Linked DNA regions of Zea mays: all the other regions are linked to region 1. The links are chromatin contacts, called in public Hi-C maps. All regions are on one chromosome and are shown on one strand. Each heading gives the region's core, a stretch centred on a gene start, on an enhancer-like site or on the middle of the called end of the contact. The rest is flanking DNA. Distances are from core to core; before and after follow the strand shown.

Region 1 (3,729 bases), core at 310-2,809:
TCAAATAAAAGAACTCTATTTTTCCAGTTCACCCACATTGTCACTAAATTATTGAAATGAACTTCATTTACTGTTTTCTAGTTCACACATCTATGCACAATGAGTCACAATTATCAGTTCTAAGTTATCAAACAGATCAAAGCAGAACATCTCCTACCAATGCGCCAACTGAAGTCCAATCTGTATTGGTCAAATTATATACAGTTCCAGAATAATTGCATAAAATAAAGCATACTGATTAATAATTTATAGCATGTCTGGATGTATTGATATGATCATCATCGCAACACAATAAGTAGCTGATCAGCACAAAAAATAACGGAGCAGACAAACATGGAACAGCATCTCATAACCAGATTAGTAATTAGACAGATTATGTAGCAACAGTCATGAAAAAAAGAACTAAATGTTCAGAATTGCCATGTTTCTGAAATCCATTAAGTAGGCTGGCACAAATCACCAAACAGCAATGTTTTATAATAATAATTCAGAATACACCAACAAGAAAACAAAGTATAGGGTTGCTTCCATCAATATGATGGAGAGAGATATACAAAATATAAGATTGGTTCCATCATCAATATAATGGAGGCAGCAGTAGCTCCCAACTCTAAGCTTTTACCACATAAATTAGACTAGCTAAGGAAAATCGAAGTGCATCAGTGACTCATCCAAGATCCAACTCAATGCAGAAATTGATCAGTAACTCACAAAAACAGAAACAGCTATATCTTTTGCAGCGCAACATGTTGCAACGTATTTTTCTTTTATGCTAACAGAACACAGCTAAGAACTAATTCTCATTTGTACTGTGTTGTTTTCCCAGAATATATTGTGTTTTGCTACAACACTTCACGTGATATAAACCAAAATAGATTCATAGTTAGATTCAAAAGAATTGCTCGCTACCTTCAGTTGTCTCCCAGGCTACACCCCCTACGAAAACCTTCCTGCAAAAGCACATATGAGGATGCACCAAACCAGAGCTATCAGCCACGCCTAATCCAATCCAACAGACCGGACTATATGAAGAAAAAAAACTACATAGCAAGCAACTCACCCCGAAGCGTCACCGCCGCTAGAATCTGCATCCCTCTCATCCTCGCCTCCGGCATCAACATTCCCAACGGCCTCCGCTAGGCCCCGGCCTCCATCGACACTTCTCGTCTCGGCCGCCATCGCTGCTGCCTCGGCGGCTGCCCCCTCGTCTCCTTCCCCCTCCCCGTCCCCCTCCTCCTCCTCTTCGTACACCTCCTCGACTTCTTCAACTTCTTCTTCCTCCTCTTCCTCCTCGTACCCGTTCATGGCGTTCTGGTTCTCTTCCCCGTACCCCGCCATGCCGCGTGCCGCGACCCGAAGCTGAGCTCGGAGATAAGCTAAACCCTAGCTCCCAATCGGAGCGGGAAGCGAAGCGTAGCAGGTAGATTAGTGAATGACGGCCTCTGTGGGAGGGCGCAGTAAGGACTAGGTTTCGCGGCTGTCGGAGCAAACCCTAGCGGCGCCGCTTCGGGTGTGAGTTGAACTGCTTGGTTGCGGGAGAGAGAGAGACGGAGATGGCGGCGAGGGGTGGAATTGGAGCCGGTAGAAGCTCAAAGAATGTGGCTTTGGTGTGGCTCGGCTGGGTTCATACGACACGTTGGGTTCGCTGGCCCCGTTGGATGCGCGAGGCGATTCGTGCGATTGAGCGAGATGCTGCGGGCTGGTTTGCTTGGAGGAATTGCCTGCCAGATCACAACGGACACATTTTACCCGCGTGTTCGCGGCTAAAGGGCGTAAGTTTAGATGTAATTTTGTACCGTAGTATATATACAGGTTTGATTTTTAACTTTTTTATATGGTAGAGACTTTATAAAACTACCTTTAAAATTTCACCACTTATGCATAATCATAACTTATTATTACATAAAGCGAGAAGGGGAAGGATGAGGAATGGTGACGCATAACGACGGTGGAATCGTAGAAATTGTTTCTTTCTTAAAACCAACCTTAAAATTTCTAATTAAAATAAAATTCTACAAGATGATGTTTATTTTTTAAAATGTGCTTATAAATTATTAGCTAAAAATATTTTAATTGAAATTTCCTTTCTTAGAAATTCTAAATATGACCAATAGCTACATATCTTGTTCTCATAGAAGTCAAAAGATTTATATTGATCAAATATATAACAAAAGGTACTAATAATTACTATACATAACAAGTAATAACAAGTATTTGTATATATTTTTCATAAACTTATTTTTGTCACCAAGATATTGATACCTCTCTATTTCAAATTATAAGATGTTTTGGTTTTTCTACATACATAGATTTTATTATGCATTTAGATATGCATTATATTTGGATACATAATAAGAGTAACATATCTAAAATGTTAAACCTATTATAATTTAGAACCGTTGGAACACTATTTTTTATTAGTTGTTTTATCGAGAAGTGATATGTACACTTATTTAGCGATTGTGGAGTACTCATCTAACAAGCATAATAAAGGCATGTTTGTAGGGTTTATAGATTCTTGATAGACATTCTATATTTAGGCTCACTTCTTTAAAAAAACTTCTCTAAGGCTATGATCAGCAGATCATGCATATAGCCATGTAAAACATTGTTTTTCACTATAGATTGCACTGTTTAAAGAGTGAAATTTGAAATGAGAGATGAGGATGAGAGAAAGAACACAATGTACATGGTAATTTGTTTATCGAGGTTCAATTTCACAACGAAACATACGTCTCTGTTAAGGATTCCCGAAGGACCGGGTCACTTTCAACACTTTTCTCACTCAAGTGATCACCAAGATCAAACTTTATGAAAGGGAAATGTGCCCTTGAGCTATTTCTAAGTGTTTTGGTGATTTCTACTCAACATACCACTATGAACTAACACTCTTCATATGAGCATGAGCACATGTGTTTAGAAAGCAAATTGAAGCAATCAAATCCAAAATGTTGTGGAAAATAAGAAAAACACTTTTGGGGCTTGAGTTTAGGCATATTGCAAATACTTATGAAAAGGAATAAAAAAGGTATGATTATAGCACTTAGTCATTTGTTTTAGTTGCTAACAATCTTTATCTAAGTGTTAGGGAACTTCTCAAATCAAGCTAAAAAGGAGTTAAGAAGTTTGGCTTGAAGGTGGACAAGTTGGGCCAGACTAGGCCTCACCAGATAGTCTGGTGCCTGACCTGGTTAGCTGGCCAACTAGCTGCTCTCGTGAAAACACCGGGACACGCTGGCTAAAATCATCAAATAGTGTGTTGTGCACCGGACATGTCATGTGTGTAGGCGAGCAATTGCTCTCTACTTGCGCCAATGGTCGGTCGCGAGACCATCGCTGGCCACGTGAGCAGGACAACGGTCGGGAGGGTCACTGGACATGTTTGGTGTGCCACTAGATTGTCCGGTGCCCACCCGAAAAGGAAGGCGGCCAATCAGACGATCTGGTGGTCGTTGCACAGTAGTTGTCTGGTACGCCACCAGACAATTCAATGCACCCGCGGACAGAAGGCAACTAGGGCCTTTCAGATAGGACTTCAACGGCTCCTAGGCCACTTTGGGGCTATAAAAGGGACCCCCTAAGCGCATGGAGCAAGACACCAAGCATAATTTGAGCACACTACAACTCCGAGACTCCGCGACCATGCCTCCGAAGTGTTTGAGAGAGATGTGAGCGTTTTTTCTGAGTCGTTACTCTGTGGCTTTGTTGTTGCGCTCTCTTCTTTGCATT
Region 2 (3,729 bases), core at 845-3,344, 450 kb before region 1:
CGACTTGTGGGTAAAGATGCGCAACCTCTGCAGAGTGTAAAACTAGTATACTAGCCGTGCTCACGGTCAAGAGCGGCTCGGACCCTCACATGATTAATTATGGAACTTAAATTCAATTTGACATTTGCATCGCATTTGGGATTATTTTACTATTACTGTTCTTTATTATTATTAAGGTTTGGTATTTACTTACACTTAGTAATTGCTAATAAAATTTTGACCAACTTATAAAAGCAATGCTCAGCCTCAACCTCTGTTTCATTGATCAGCCTTACACTACATGAACTCCCACCTTTGGTGAGTTCATGCCACATTATTCCCCACGACTTGTTGAGCTATGAACGTATGTGAGCTCACTCTTGCTGTCTCACACCCCCCCCCCCCCCCACAGGAGAAGAACAGGTGGTCGAAGAGGAGCCGCCTAACACTGAGGAGTTCGATCTGATCTAGGTGGCGTGTCTCGGTCGACATTGGCGCCGACGATCCTTAGTTCGTTTTATAATTATTCTTTTATTTTGTAATAAGCCTTCCGCTATGTAATAAATACTCTGATGTTTTGTGACATTTATCTCTATACACTCTGTTATTATATATGTTGTCTTCTTTGGCGCATGTATGAGATGCACCTGGCTTTGTTCCTTAAATCCGGGTGTGACATCGAAACTGTAGGCACTTGAGCACAAATTGATGGAAATACATTGCGTTGAAATTGAAATGTAAATCAAGATCAAAATCAAAGCAGAAATGCACAACACATGATGGGTACGCCAGCATGTGATATTTGACCAAAGAAAACAAACATAAGATTAAATTTGGGAATTTAGACAAGCACAATAATATACAGGGAGATCCTCATGTAACTGAAAGTAACCATAAGATTAAATTAGGACTTTAAAAAAACAATATTACATGAGGAGAGCCTTCTTGTACTGAAAGTGCTGGATATTATCTTTATAGATTTCTTAGTACAACTGTTAGACTAGGAATGATAGTTCTGTTAGGCAATGAATTCACACACATAAAGGAAGAAACAAATAGTCAGTTGCATTCACAAAAAGTTTCTTCAAGAGTTGGTCAGGGTCAGCACCACAGACTCGGTTAATCAAGGTACCAGGCAGCAGTTTGTGTATGCATAGTCAGACAAGGTATGTGTGTTTTTCTCCAATAAATAGTTAATTCTACTAACAAAGTTATATGGTGCATGTTCTATTTCAGCAAACAACTTACCAACCCAGTATAAAAAGATTCAACAGGTCAAAAAGGAAATCCCTCTGAAACAAGCACCAGAGTTAAATGCTACTATACTCCAAAATGCCCATCAGGTTCCACTGGTTGCTGTTGCAACTTCAAAATCACCCCAAAATGCCACAGGCAAGAATGTTCTCATCAAACCTAAACCCACACTCCAATTCATGAAAACAGTAAGCACCAACCCCTGTGTGCCATCCAACATTACAGAAACACCCACGGCGACTAATAATAATCCATGACTGTCCCACCATGAATGGAGTTTTCCCCTAGCAGCATAGAAAATAGATGCTAAAACTCGACAGCTAAATACATCAGATGAGGGCAACAGATGAGATCTCCAATCGGAACGAGCGGGCAGGTCAATACACCCTACCAATAAACTCAGCAGACACGAGGCATGTGCGGGTAAACACATCAGATCAGGGCACCAGGCAAGTGAATGACTCGTCTGCCAAATCCGCAAGGTACAGTAACAGATGACGGACGAACAGGACTCACATGAAGAAGGAGGCGGTGAACATGAGGCCTACGGATACCATGACGACGGCCAGCGTCGGGTACCACTCCACCGGCACGGGGCTCGAGATTGCCTTCGCCGCCTGCGACACGAATCCCCTGGGTCAGCACAGCGGGCTCCCAAGCAGAACCCTGGATCTACGCAAGAGAAGGCAGTGGAGAGTTCACCATTCCGTGAGATCTGCTGCCGCTGTAGTCGCCGCCCGCTCCGCCTGCCTCGTCGCCCCCTTGTCGCCGCCGCGATGCACAAACAACTTTGTGACGACCAGAGCCAAATGGATCCGTCCGGGACGATCGCAAGTTTTAGTGGGCTTCGGATCCGAATAATGGGCTGCCGCATGGTTACGTCCCTGTTTGTTTTAGCTTTTTTTTGGGCTTCTGACCACCAAAAGCTGTTGCGGACTGCCAAACGCTCAGCTTTTCAGTCAGCTTCTATAAAATTCGTTTAGGTAAAAATCATTCAACATCAACATAAACATATAATCGGTTGAATCGTTGCAATAATAGGAATCTGTCACTTTCTAGATCCTGAGTCCTATGGACACATTTATCTTCTTCCGCACGTAATCCTAATGATACTCAGATTCTCTACACAGCTAGATTCTTCCCACAGCCAGATTCTCAGAAAAGTTGGTCAGAAAAAAGCTGAACCAAACAGACCCTACGGACAGGAAACAAAAACAACGGTTTGTTCCTTTTATGGGATAGCCCAACGGGCCAACGAGCCTCACAGACAGGCCTCTTGAGCAACTGGAGTATCAAAGACCCATTGACCGACAAAAAATGATCTATACAGATAGCTAGTGCTAGGACTTAGAGGGTGTTTGAATGTACTAGAACTAATAGTTAGTTGCTAAAATTAGCTGTCGGTGTTTTGGGTCCGACCGCACACCCGGGGTTGCCCCTCAAGATGTTTCTAGGAGTAGGACGCTGTCGACGACTGTAGCAAAATGGTTCGTGCCGATCGCACGAGGGACAGTGGACAAGATTTACAGGTTCGAGCCGCTTAGAGATGTGTAATACCCTACGTCCTGGTGAGTATGTGAGCGTGGTTACAAGAGGGCTCTCTGGATTGAAGACACAGAGAGTTGATGTGGGTGGCTAAGTAAGATAGGGTCGATCGTTCTAAAGGGGTGCCCCCTAGGCCTTATATACTCGACCGTGGGGCAGTACATGGGGATATGATAACAACAAGTAGCTAAAAGGTAGTGAACCTCTTGAGTTTATCCCTATGTAACCCTCGCCGACTTATCCTCGCATGGCTCCGTTGCATGGGGCTTCAGCGCGGGAAAGTCGGGTCTCTGTTGCGATTTACTCGCTCAACGTTGTGGGCCATCCGGGCTTGCACCAATCCGGTATCACGTCGCTCTGCCTTGTTGGTTGTTTCTTCCCAGGCCCACGAAGGAATGACCTCATGATTTATTGGGCCCTTAGGCCTTTCGTGAGGTCTTTTACTCCTTTAGTGGACCCGGGGGATATCTATCCCCCACAAGCCCCCGATCTTTGGGTTAATTTAGAAGTAATCAGCCCAAAGATCCCAGGTCCAACTTGCGGGTGTTTTGAAGAAGAACGTCTTCCTGCTGTCTTCTCTTGCTCCGATCACTCATTTGACCGAGGCTTGGTTTCATGCTTGTGCCTTGGAGGTCGGCATTTCAATTTTGTAGGATTCTGAACTTTATTGGGTGCACCGGAGGTGCACCCAATGGGTGTAGCCCCCGAGCTTTGAGTAGATTTTAGAAAACAATCTACTCAAAGGTCTTCCCCAGAAATTATCTCCATTTGTGCTCCTGCATCTTGGTTGAGGGTTGGTCTTTTAATCTTGTCCCTCGCCTTAGAAGTCGGCACTATCTCGGCTTGGAATGATAATCCATGGGGTGCATCGGAGGTGCACCCAATGGGTGTAGCCCCCGACCTTCAAATGGATTTTTTAAGGATAATTCATTCGAATGTCTTCCTTTCGTG
Region 3 (3,729 bases), core at 716-3,215, 450 kb after region 1:
AACCTCTCCCATAACCAAAACATGTGGGACACATGTGTGCTATCAATATTAAGTACCTACATGTTTGACTTTAGTGTAAATGGAAGATAATTGTGTAAACATCCCATATTTATGAGTGTTGAATGAAGTGTTATTCAGTCCCTTGAATTATCATTATTATATTGATTAGTGAGCATATGACTTGTTCAAGAAATCCTATATCTTATATTGTTATTCAAAATATCCCTAGTCTTATGTCATTCTGTGAGACAACAACGATTTTATAGACCAACACATGTATTGATTGATGATCATGTTTCACAAAACATTGCTATAGAGATATCAAATCAATAATGTAGACATATGATAAAGTTCATGGTGTTAGATTGACCTACTCCGAGATTATGCTGGAATTGTTATGTTAAAAATGTGCCATTAAGCATTCTCAAGTGGTATACCTATTGTGTCCTTAGACTAGATATCTCACTATGTGTAGTGATACATATTGGGGCTATCAAGTGCTACTCCATAACTAGGTAGTTTAAAATCAATTTTCAAGTGTACCATGAAACATAGGATGTGATGTAAGCGGATCAAGATAGAATTTGTTCCTGCTACATAACGGGAGGGATATCTCTAAATCCCTCAATATGGTCATATTAAGAAAGTGCATGACCATGCCAGTGCGATTAAAGACATTCATTGACGTGACTAAGGAGTTGGTGACAAGTTGTAATCCACTACAAGATCAAGTGAAGTGTTGAGCTATTACAAGGGTGGCATAAATCTCGTCTTAATTTTGACGAATATCATGTGGCAAAACGATTAAGACATGTGTATGTCAAGGTTCAACTGATATGGTATTTTATATGTACACAAGATTCAATATGTGTTGCTAGGCATCACCTATGACTAATGGCTCAAAAATGGTTTTTGATCATAGCCTTCTACACATGAACCTAACGAGTCACACACTTAAGGAGTTGTAACAGTTACATAGATGATTAACTCTGGTGCAAGTGAAAGATTATAGAATACTATATCCACGTAACAATCTTCTTCCTTTGGCTATAAAGGGACGGGGGACACAGAAACATAGCCACCCGTAACTGGACGTAGGGTATTATTTCATTTTGAGTCTGATCCGATATAAATCTTGTATCTTTCTGCCCTTGCCTTCGAAACTAGATCTGTGTGAATGCCTATCTCTAATTCCATAAACACTATCGAGATTTCCTCGACAAATTTAAATGAATTAATGTAATTTTTAACATAGAGAATTCAAATGAATTGATGCACTTTTAAACGGAGGGATGTGGTGCTACCCATAGAAATAGAAACAGGGATGCATCACATTAGATGACTATGGTATTGTTTGGTTCCGAAGTATAGTGGGACGGAACCGGTCCGCTCTTAATTTGTTGTTGCTTGAATTGAATTCATGTAGGACAAAGTAACTCTAAAAAACAAAAATTATGCTCAAATGTCGAATCATCCAGTTCCATAAAATCTTATGAACGGAGCCACTCTTCGAATTGGAGCCCCTCCATACCAACTAGCTCTGGAACCAAACACTAACTAAACAAACCTAAAACCTAGTACTACCTTCGTTCACAAATATATGACACCGTTAACTTTTTTTAAAACTTTAACCACTCGTCTTATTCAAAATATTTATTAAAAAATATAAAATTTTAAGTTAAACATAAACTATCTTAAGTGATAAAATAAATCATAAAAAAATAAATGATAATTTATTATTTTTTTAAATAAGACGAATGATTAAAGTTTTTTTTAGAACAAGCAATACTCAAGTGACGAGAAGGCAGCTCAAGCAAGAAGAGCGATCGTAGTGAACTGCCGTGCCGAGCTTTTTTCCCCTTCCTTCTCCGGGGCCGATCGCACACGCGCTGACAGCCTGACACACACGTGACCCTGCTACGTCACCATCACCTTTTGCTCGGCTAGCGCGACAGGGGTAGTTGGCATGCTGCACTGCTGCTTGTGGCAGCCGGCCGGCGCAGGATAGTTACGCTCACTAAACCCTCCACTCCGTGTTCTGGTTCTGGGTGCCAAATGCCAAATGATGGCTGCTTCCATTAGTGATGATAATGATTCTTTTTGGACTGCTGCTTCATACTTCAGGTCCGGTCCAACAGCGGCATCCGTGTCCAATGGTTTTTGGACTGGTTCGTTGAGGCCACGGTGGTGTGGTGGTGCTTCATACTCTCTGAACACAAAAACAGAGAGGCCCTATCTGGTACGGTACTTATGTTATGTTGCAGTTCTCCCTTCGTTTTGACCAAAACCGGCTACACTTACTTTACAAGACAACACTTTTGTGCTGCCTTTTGACATACCCTCTCCTTCCGAATGCATCCAAGTGCAATGCCATTCTTGCGTCCATGCTACTGTATACATCATGGTGGATGCGCCAGGATGGCTCCTTTCTTGCTTGTCGGTGAAGTTGTGTGCAACCTCCATACGTACTCCGGCGTAAGGGCTATCTACTCATCTGTGTTGGTGTAAAACACTGTTTATATAGTAGAATATATAATTTATAAAGCAGAGATTAAACTAAAAGATGAGATAAATGTTAAACACTAAATTTGCTACCTGTACGTAGTGATGGCAATGGGTATATTTTACACGCGTGCCCGCGGGTAAAAACCCTATAGGTTGCGATTTTGGGTGTGAGTTTGTACACGCACTTACGTATGTGGGTTTGATTCTCAATCCAACGATTTTTTTTCTCATGAGTGTGAAAGTGTTGTACCCGTGCCCGCAAACACGTGTACCTGCAATGGATATATACGTTTGTGTGTGCATACACATTTCTATAGATGTGTGTGTATATATATAATATGTGTGCACATATTGTATATATATATATATATATATATATATATATATATACATATTTGTATATGTATACTTATTTGTGTGTGTATGTATGTATATATGTATGTATGTATGTATGTATGTTGGGTGGGGTGCTCACATGTATACCCGCGAGTAGCGGTTATGGGTAGCATATTGTACCGTCGCTGGTAACGAGTACGGGTTTGTAAATGTTCTACCCGCGGGTTTCAAACCTGTTGCCATCCCTACCTAGATGGTTGGACGATTCGGTCATTTGGCTCGGACGGTCCATGATTAGAGTGATTAGATTAATTTAGGCTGGAGTTATATCATGCATGGTTAATCTAACAAAATCAAGAGAAACTATTGGATCTCGCCTAGGATTGGGTCTAGACCTCCACCCTATATATATGAAGGGGTACGACTGATTGATAACACACACAATCCAATCGAGCCAATCTATCTACATTATCATGCCTTAGGAGTAGACGTAGCGTAGCTTTATTTGTAGCTTCCGAATCTCAATCTTCACCTACCTTCGGCTCTACGTCATCTAGAGCCGCTTTAGGTGGCCTGTCGACCCCAAAGTAACTCTATGATCCCTCCTCCTCAACGGGTCCCTCTCGAGCGATGAGATCTAGATTCTACGTGAAGCCCTTTACGCCAGAGCAGAGGTAGTGGTGCTAAATGAGGTCAACAATAGGAAAGCTGCCTAAGCTCTTTTTCGTCACTTACAAAGGTACGTAGTGGTGCTAAATCCTTGCAAAAGAAAGGAAAAAACTTACATGTGCCAAAATTTTATTGTATTAGAACAACTCCTAAAACCCCATATAGCAAACCATAAGGGCTTGTTCGTTTTGCTCCCAATCCATATGAATTGGGTGTGTT
Region 4 (3,729 bases), core at 564-3,063, 320 kb after region 1:
ATTGCTTTTCTGTGGCTGCAAGTACCACCAGCGGGGCAAATCTAACTTGATCCTCACAGCAAATCCAATTGAACTAATGAGTGATATCAACACGAGCACAGTAAACAGGATGTATATGATCAAATCCATCTTCCTCTCAATCCTGCTCCTCTTGGATGGCGACTCAGTTGAGTTCTGCATGACTTTACTGTCATGACCGGTAAAAATGACCACTCCATAGACAAAGGCTGTATTCCTTAGTTTTGAGTCCCGCAGAAGTATCTGAGACGGATCAAGGGCGTAAACCTGCCTCTCATACTCAAAGTTACCAGTGAATGTGTACAAGCTCGGGTTGGGATCCTCACAGCGTATCACTGCCTGGAAATCTTTAAAGGACTCGTCTTCTTCCAACGGCAGCGTAACCTCAAGTGACCTCTTCACCTTAAGGTTTGTCTCGCCATCGAGGTTCATTGTCTCGACATAGCAAATGCCATCCTCATAGCTTGAGGACAGTAGCAGTAAATCAGCAGGGAAGAACTGGTCCTTCTCAACCCTGACCACATCGCCTACGCAAAGGTCCTCCCAGTGCCGGTAGTCGAATTCGCCATCACTCTTGTGCACGCTGACATTGCGGTTGTTCACCTTCATGTCCTGCATGAAGCGGCGCCAGTCCTCCAACCCCTCCTTCATCATGCTGAGGCCAACGACAAATGCCAGCGGAGCAATCATGCTGACGGCAGAGAAGGGGCACACCGGGGTGAGAGAGAGGATGGCGGTGAGGAGGAAGTAGAGGTTGGCAACGCGTCGGAACTGCTCGAAGATGGCCTTGGGGAAGAAGGTGACGACGTTGTACTTGGTGGTGGTGATGTAGTTGGTGATGTACTTGAGCGGCTTCTGCAGGGCGGCGTTGTTGCAGTACACGACGCGCGAGAAGCCCGGCCCGCCGACGGCGCCAGCCCCGTCGGAGGAGGGGCCCGCATCGCCGGCGTGCTCGTGCTGGGCGCGAAAGCAGGAGAAGGTGTAGAGATTGCTCCACCGCATGCGGTCCCGCCTGCGGCGGCCGGAACGGCCCATCTCGGCGCCCGGTGTCCGTTAGCGCCCGATTTCCAGCTAGGCAGGTGCCGGCATTGCAGCCCCTCGATGGAATCTAGGATGGGATTCCTATACCGCGGGGCGAATTGGACCTGCAACTTCGGGACTCAGTTCGTGATCTCGTCAGCGAATAAAAAAACAGAAACAAAAAGAAACAAAGAAATGAAAGACCAAGAAATCAAACAAGAGGAAGTTGCAGACATGGAAATCTCACGCCATGGAAACCTGGAATCCGCTAAAACAACGCACAAATTATAACCGCGTGTATTGCAGACACATTACCTCCTAATTCACCCGTGGAAAGAGAAAACAGCGCAAACCGAATGAGCTGCCCAAAAAACCTCCGCAACGGGTGCAAACGAGGAGCACAAAAAAACGACGGGGGCGAGGAAAACTCGCAGGACCAGGAACCGAGGCGCCAGCATCCAGCTGGGGAGATTGAGACGAGGGAAGGCGGGGTGCACCAACCCGGGTGGCGAGGCTGAGAGAGGTGCGAAGAGAAGGGCCGAGGCAGCGAGTCCAGCGAACAGGCGGGGTGTCGATTCCAGCGCGGGGATTCGCCCGCGGCGGCCGGCGACGCTTGGGTGGGTGGTGGTACCTGGTACGGGGGTGGGGTGGGGTGGGGCGGAGCGAGAAGGGTGGGGAGGGGGAAGGAACGAGGTGGGGAGCGACTAGCGAGGCCGCGAGGTGGAGGTGGTGAGACGAGGAGAGAGAGAGAGGAATTAATCGATTAATTAAGTCCGATAATATTAATCCGCCATTTATATCTATATCAACCGTGATCGCTCGTCGAGGTTCCCCACGCTGTACATCAATTCGGCAAAATATTTTTCATTCCCCCTTTCGACTTTCGTTTAGCTTATTACTTGTATTTTTAGCTAAGTAAAGTGTATATAATTTGTTTTTCGTAGCATGACCATACGTAAATAAAGTTAACTTGGATATTTGAGCTGCAAGATGTATATATAGGCGCTCGTCGCTTTGCGCGTCGCGTACGTGCTCGTGCGATCGTGCCCAACAACCACCGAGTCGTGGGTTGGCAAAGCTTGTTACTATTCTCCCCTTTTTAAGTCGAGAAAAGAAAAAAAAGGAAAACGGTTGGCTCCGTGCAACACCGGCGGTGGTGTGGTCGAGCCGTATGCGGAAACGGAGGCGGCGTAGCTGCGGACATGGCAATTGGCAACCGCCGGCAGAGACTGCTCGTGTGTTGTGACCGGTTAATAATTAATATTCTCTCCGTTAACTTTTTAAAATATAATTAATCACTCGTCTTATTAAAAAAACTAGGTCAGTGCCCGTGCGTTGCAACGGAGACATATAATATCTTGATACCTTATATATGCATATATGTGTTATATAATTATGAGATAGAGAATGACATATGTGAGATGTCCGGGATGACACCGAAGAGAAACTCGGACCTGTGACGCACGGCCATTCACCTAGTAAAATATGAAGCCAGAACAGAAACCAGTTCCGGGAAGCCCTGACAAAGGGACCCTAAGAAATCACACGAAGATTTTGCACAGAATCAGATAGTTTAAAACAAGTATTAAATCAATCTGCAATGTGATAAACAGTCCAAGGAACTTCTATTGGTAAGAGGGGTTTGGACGTTTGGTACAATGGAAATTACACAACAATCTCTCTGCTTGCCACAAAATATAAATGTACATGATTTCAAAAGACCTATACAAAGAGACTGAGGGAAAAATGATGCTTTCATGCCCACCTCAACTCTCATGGAAGGAAAAGGAAAAAGTGGAACACTTGGGACATATATATTTACACGATAGAGAGATGGGGATGATGCCTGGACAATGGTACATCTTAAAAAGAATAAACTACCTAAATTCTTTCATTCCTTTTAAGAAAAATAATAACAATGCACTATCTACCAGCCTGGTGAGCAAGCTTCAATAAATGAACAGAATGGTACACTTCCCTACACAAGTCTTCTAACAGTGCGTGTGACTCAGCCCATCATCATATTCGTATACCGCAAAGAGAATGCTGAATTGTTGATGGTTGACAAACAATCTCATGCACATTGATGGTCCCTCCTTGCAATGGTCTTTAAGAGTTAATATGCTTTGAAATGAGGTCTGGACTGCCATCATGTAGACTTCTCCCTTATTTTCCCCCCTTTTGCAAGTGCAACCATCATGTGCCTTGAATTTACATGGTACACCCATCTTGGAATATCAGTACCAAAATGCCTCTCCTTGATTAACCCACTGCACAAAATCCTTAGATAATCCTTGAGCCTGGATCTCAGCAGCTTGATCATCCTGAAAGATCCAAATGAAATGATTTTGCTTATTCGTTGGGTGAAACTCTACTACAAATGGTCACCACAGCGATAATCATACAATCCAAAGTTCCAAACATCACAAAAAAATTTGGGGGAGAGAGGGGGTCTATTTGAAGAAAAAAAAAGTAGATGCTTTTCGATTACATGCTAGCAGGACCAAGAATGAAGACAAACATGCTGATTTTAGCAACCTGTTAGTGTTATACTTGCATTTAGCCAACATAACATATAAAAAAAATGGTATGCCAGAACCAAGTAGTTGATACTTCAGGTTTATTCAGGAAATTAGGCCCAAGAGGCTTGTAAGCTAGTAGCTAAGCTTAGAGCGAATTGGAGATGGGTGC
Region 5 (3,729 bases), core at 563-3,062, 270 kb before region 1:
CAGCTCGTGTTTTGGCTATTTGGTTGCCGACATTATTGCACTGGATGCCGCCGTCCTGCTGTAGTAGTGCTGTTCAGCTTCGCCCCCCACCCTGCCGTGCATCTGCATCTGCGGTCTGCCGCCGGTTTGGCCGCCGCGGTCCTCTGCCATGCTAGCGCTAGCGGGGTTTGCTTTCCTTGGCTCCACTCCCTGTCCCTGGCCTGGTCCCTGACTACCTGCGACTGCCAGTGCCACTTCCTTGGCTAGTTGGCCCCGCTGTCCCCTTGCTGTGCACCACCACGACGGCACGACGCCAACGCCACGTACCACTTGTCCGGCCGCCGGCCCGGCTATGGCTATGAGCTGAAATAGCCGTACCATCTCCGATCCTACACCTGTTACTCTGTTAGGTGTTGCAATGGCATTCTATAATTCTATTCCGGAGGCCCCGTTTGGCCGACCTCGGCCGAAAAAGCGCACCATAGAAAAGAGCTCAAAATCTATGATAGACTTTGATTTTTACATACGGTTTTAGTAATCAATCATCAGTGTTATTTTTAGTGCCTGTTTTATTAAAAAAACTGATTATAGAAATCATATTTCTGCATGTGATTTCTTAAGAAAACCGGTACTATAAATCTATAATTTCTATAGACGGTTTTATTAAGGAACCGCAACTACAAATCAATTTTTCTTAAGAAACGGTCATTAGAAATCATCTATATCCTGATTTTTTGAGTTTTTCAAATGACCTCGTATGAAGAACCAACATAAAATTTGTAGATCTCTAAAAGTTATGAAACTTTCTATTGGACACTTTTTTTATTTGAAATCATTTTAACTCTAAAAAATTGTATCTAAATTTGTCAAATTTAAAATACAAATTTTGCAAACGAACTCATATGAGAAAAATATCAAAATAAAAGTTATAAACTTTAAAAGTTATGAAACTTATAGTTGACAACTTTTTTATTTAAATTTATTTACAACCTCAAATAATCAATTTATACTCGGATATATACTTCGACGGAAACGGGCGAGTGAGACCTGGGTGAGGCCTCCTGTAATTTTTTTTTGCTATTTTAAAAACATATTTTATGTTTTTTGGAAAATATTTTACCACTGACGGTTTTATTACTTTGACCTACAGTGAAAATCTATTTCCACTGTCGGTTTTCTTATTTCAACCGCCATGGCAATTCTCAATTACCGTCTTTACAAATAATTTTTTCTACTAGCGTCTATCATAGCCAGTTCTGTAAAACGTCAGTATAAAATGGGTGAACAATAACTGCATCTACAGAGCTTCTATGTACTAGTGCCAGGCTGTGTTCTGGAACAACGATTATGTGCTGTGCATCGTCGATGGGCTTGTTTTTTTTTACTTTGATCTCTTCCACGTAGACTTCATGATTATATAACATAAGCATCTATTTATAGATTATGGATCATATAACCTTGAGGTAAACAAACATGGGCTTACCCATGGAGAATCCGGCATTATATTGCTGGTTACCAAGGGAGTTACGGTGATATTTATTCGGTCAAAATAAAAAGGTCGTCACGAAAAGGCATCACCTTATCAGAAATCCATCAGAAAGCAGCGTGTCCTAGTCAAAAAGAAAAGGAAAAAACAAATATCCTCGTCCTGTTCCATTTCGTTTCCGGCGACAGAATCCGATGCTGCAAGGTCGCATGTGCACCGCACACTAGTGGGCAAACACAAAGATCAGCGTCCACGTCTAACAAACGCACGCACGGCGACACAGACGCGAGAGTAGGACCATCCACCGTCCGCCCGCGAGGCAACAAAACAGCTGTCGTTCCGGGAGGAGGGAGGATGCAGGGACTGGTAGTAGTAGCCTATCTGTGCCCTGCGCTTCTTCTCACTTGCACAGGATGATGGGGTGGAGATTGAACGTTCACCTCTGGAAGTTGCCGGGAAACGAGCCAATGCTTGCAATTTTGTAAGGAGAGAGAGAGAGAGAGAGCTGGCCCGGGAAGATGAACAGCGCCAACCGATGGCAAACGCATTAGTACTATACTGCGAGCAGCATCGAACGTGGAGCTCGAGCATGAGGTGCTGGCAAAGATGGCAGATTTTTATACGGCCGTAGACGGAACGGGCGGAGCAGGTGCCGTGTCACCACCACTCAGCAGCGCGCAATGCGGCCCGTGGTGCCATGTGAGAGCGCGCCGCGGCGACGGCGATTAAAAGAAAGCAGGGCGATGGCGGGGGAGAGGCGGAAAGCGACCGAACACGACGGGGTCCAGGGCAGCAGGGGACAGCTCCAGCAGTAAGTAATAAACTGCCCCCGCGAGCGACCGCCGATTCCACCATCTCGATGCTTGGCCGTACGTACTCTATGCGCCTCACACAGGTTTCTAGAGGAATCTCCAAGGGATCAGCTTGTGCTCATGAGTGACTGCTGACTAGGCAGCAATCGCCCGTGCCTTATCTTAAAATCGCCAGTGGCGCTCCAACGCAATCGAACAGTGCCGTTCACGGAGAAAGAGCCAGAGAGAGGGGGCAGGGCTGATCAGCATTGCGTGATTGTTCCAGCTACGCACGCATTGCTCGTGATTGTTCGCTGCGGCATTCCTCTGTTCCCGCGACAGAGGAGACGCTAAAGAGAGGAGAACCGCTGCCTGTGACCATGTGCACCAGCAATCTAAACAAAGCCGTAAAGAACCGTGAAGCAGCAATGCTAGCAAAGAGAAGAGAGCCATAGATTTACAGCTACGGGTTTCCTTCTACTATCGATTCGCATATATTATGAATATATATGATGCGATGCAATGTGGCATACCACATTGCGCAAGGCAAGGTTCTCCTATCCCCCCCCAAAAAAAAACGCATAGTGTGGAGCTACGACATGCTCGCACCAGGAACCAGCAAACGGGAAAAACCAAAGCAGACGGCGAAGGAGGCAGGCAGGAATTACCATCTCCTCCTCCCCCACCCGATCTCCCTTCACTGCAGCTTCTCTTCGTCCATTTCAACCTCTCCTCACGGTGTCACCGACTCTTGCAGCATCTCGCTCCCTCCGCTGGGGCACACCTACACGCCCTGGGCCGCCGCCTGGCCGCGGCGGACCGTCTCCCTGTGGCGTATGAAGGAGTCGATGCGCTGCAGCTTCAGCTGGTGACGGAACTGGTTGATGAAGTCGTCCGCGCGCGCGTCCACCTCGCCGCCGCTGGCCTCCTCCTCCTCTGACTCGGACTCGGACTCCGACGACTCAGATGCCGGCTCCGGCTCCGCCACGGGGAGCCGCCGACCGCGGTTCTCCCTCGTCGTCGCGGGGCGCCGCGCCTCCACCGCGCGCACGGTCTCCTCCACCTCCTCGGCGCCGAAGTGCGCGAACGCCGACTTGTCGCTGGCGGACTTGTGCAGACGCGACGGGAGCAACGGCAGCTTCGCCTCTGCATCCGCCTCCGACCTGCTCCGCTCCATGTGCGCCGCGTGTTGGGGCTCGGGCTCGGGCTCAGGATCTACAGCGCCCTCGACGACGACAGGGCCCTCTTTCTCCATCTCCGCCGTGTGGGGCTGCTTGTTGTACCCCAGATCCACCACTCCTGTCTCGGCGGGCACGGGCTCGGCCGTGGCGAAGCGGCCGTTGAACGACTTGAGACGCTCGAACGCCATGGACGGCACGCGGGCCAGCCGCCGGTGCGGCTCCCATCCCGCGCCAGCAGCGGCGACTTCCTCCTCGTCGCCGCCGGTCGCCGAGGCGGCGGCCTTGGAGGTGA

Evidence for each region. A called contact is a pair of places that touch in the nucleus more often than the background predicts.
Region 2: a Hi-C map of tassel shows a contact between it and region 1, with 6 times the contacts expected there. The contact joins the promoter of LOC100276129 here to the promoter of LOC100273471 in region 1. A contact is called at or near these places in 2 of 25 Hi-C or Micro-C datasets (ear and tassel).
Region 3: a contact with region 1 is called in a Hi-C map of tassel, with 2.9 times the contacts expected there. The contact joins the enhancer-like site here to the promoter of LOC100273471 in region 1. A contact is called at or near these places in 2 of 25 Hi-C or Micro-C datasets (ear and tassel).
Region 4: a Hi-C map of endosperm shows a contact between it and region 1, with 3 times the contacts expected there. The contact joins the promoter of LOC103638467 here to the promoter of LOC100273471 in region 1. A contact is called at or near these places in 6 of 25 Hi-C or Micro-C datasets (bundle sheath, ear, endosperm and 2 more).
Region 5: a Hi-C map of leaf shows a contact between it and region 1, with 2.2 times the contacts expected there. The contact joins the enhancer-like site here to the promoter of LOC100273471 in region 1. A contact is called at or near these places in 4 of 25 Hi-C or Micro-C datasets (ear, leaf and tassel).

What each region holds. Positions count from the first base shown.
Region 1 is chr9:73,100,298-73,104,026 of Zm-B73-REFERENCE-NAM-5.0, forward strand. LOC100273471 (RNA-binding (RRM/RBD/RNP motifs) family protein) reads right to left here and starts at 1,560. Exons shown (of 5, transcript NM_001147908.1): 1 at 1,061-1,560. The coding sequence starts at 1,338.
Region 2 is chr9:72,648,978-72,652,706 of Zm-B73-REFERENCE-NAM-5.0, forward strand. LOC100276129 reads right to left here and starts at 2,095. Exons shown (of 4, transcript NM_001367839.1): 1 at 1,936-2,095; 2 at 1,750-1,850. The coding sequence starts at 1,938.
Region 3 is chr9:73,547,011-73,550,739 of Zm-B73-REFERENCE-NAM-5.0, forward strand. No RefSeq gene overlaps it. Among protein-coding and RNA genes, the nearest start is that of LOC100279490, 65 kb to the right of the region's middle. Within about 2 kb of position 1,966, at least 15 of the 20 cell types and tissues checked have an H3K27ac peak or open chromatin away from gene starts, as enhancers often do. A contact at or near this core is called in ear and tassel, where this site is marked.
Region 4 is chr9:73,418,511-73,422,239 of Zm-B73-REFERENCE-NAM-5.0, forward strand. It overlaps LOC103638467 (probable phospholipid-transporting ATPase 4), which reads right to left and starts at 1,814. Exons shown (of 11, transcript XM_008661370.3): 1 at 1,540-1,814; 2 at 1-1,163. The coding sequence starts at 1,053.
Region 5 is chr9:72,832,724-72,836,452 of Zm-B73-REFERENCE-NAM-5.0, forward strand. No RefSeq gene overlaps it. Among protein-coding and RNA genes, the nearest start is that of LOC109942545, 49 kb to the left of the region's middle. Within about 2 kb of position 1,813, at least 19 of the 20 cell types and tissues checked have an H3K27ac peak or open chromatin away from gene starts, as enhancers often do. A contact at or near this core is called in ear, leaf and tassel, where this site is marked.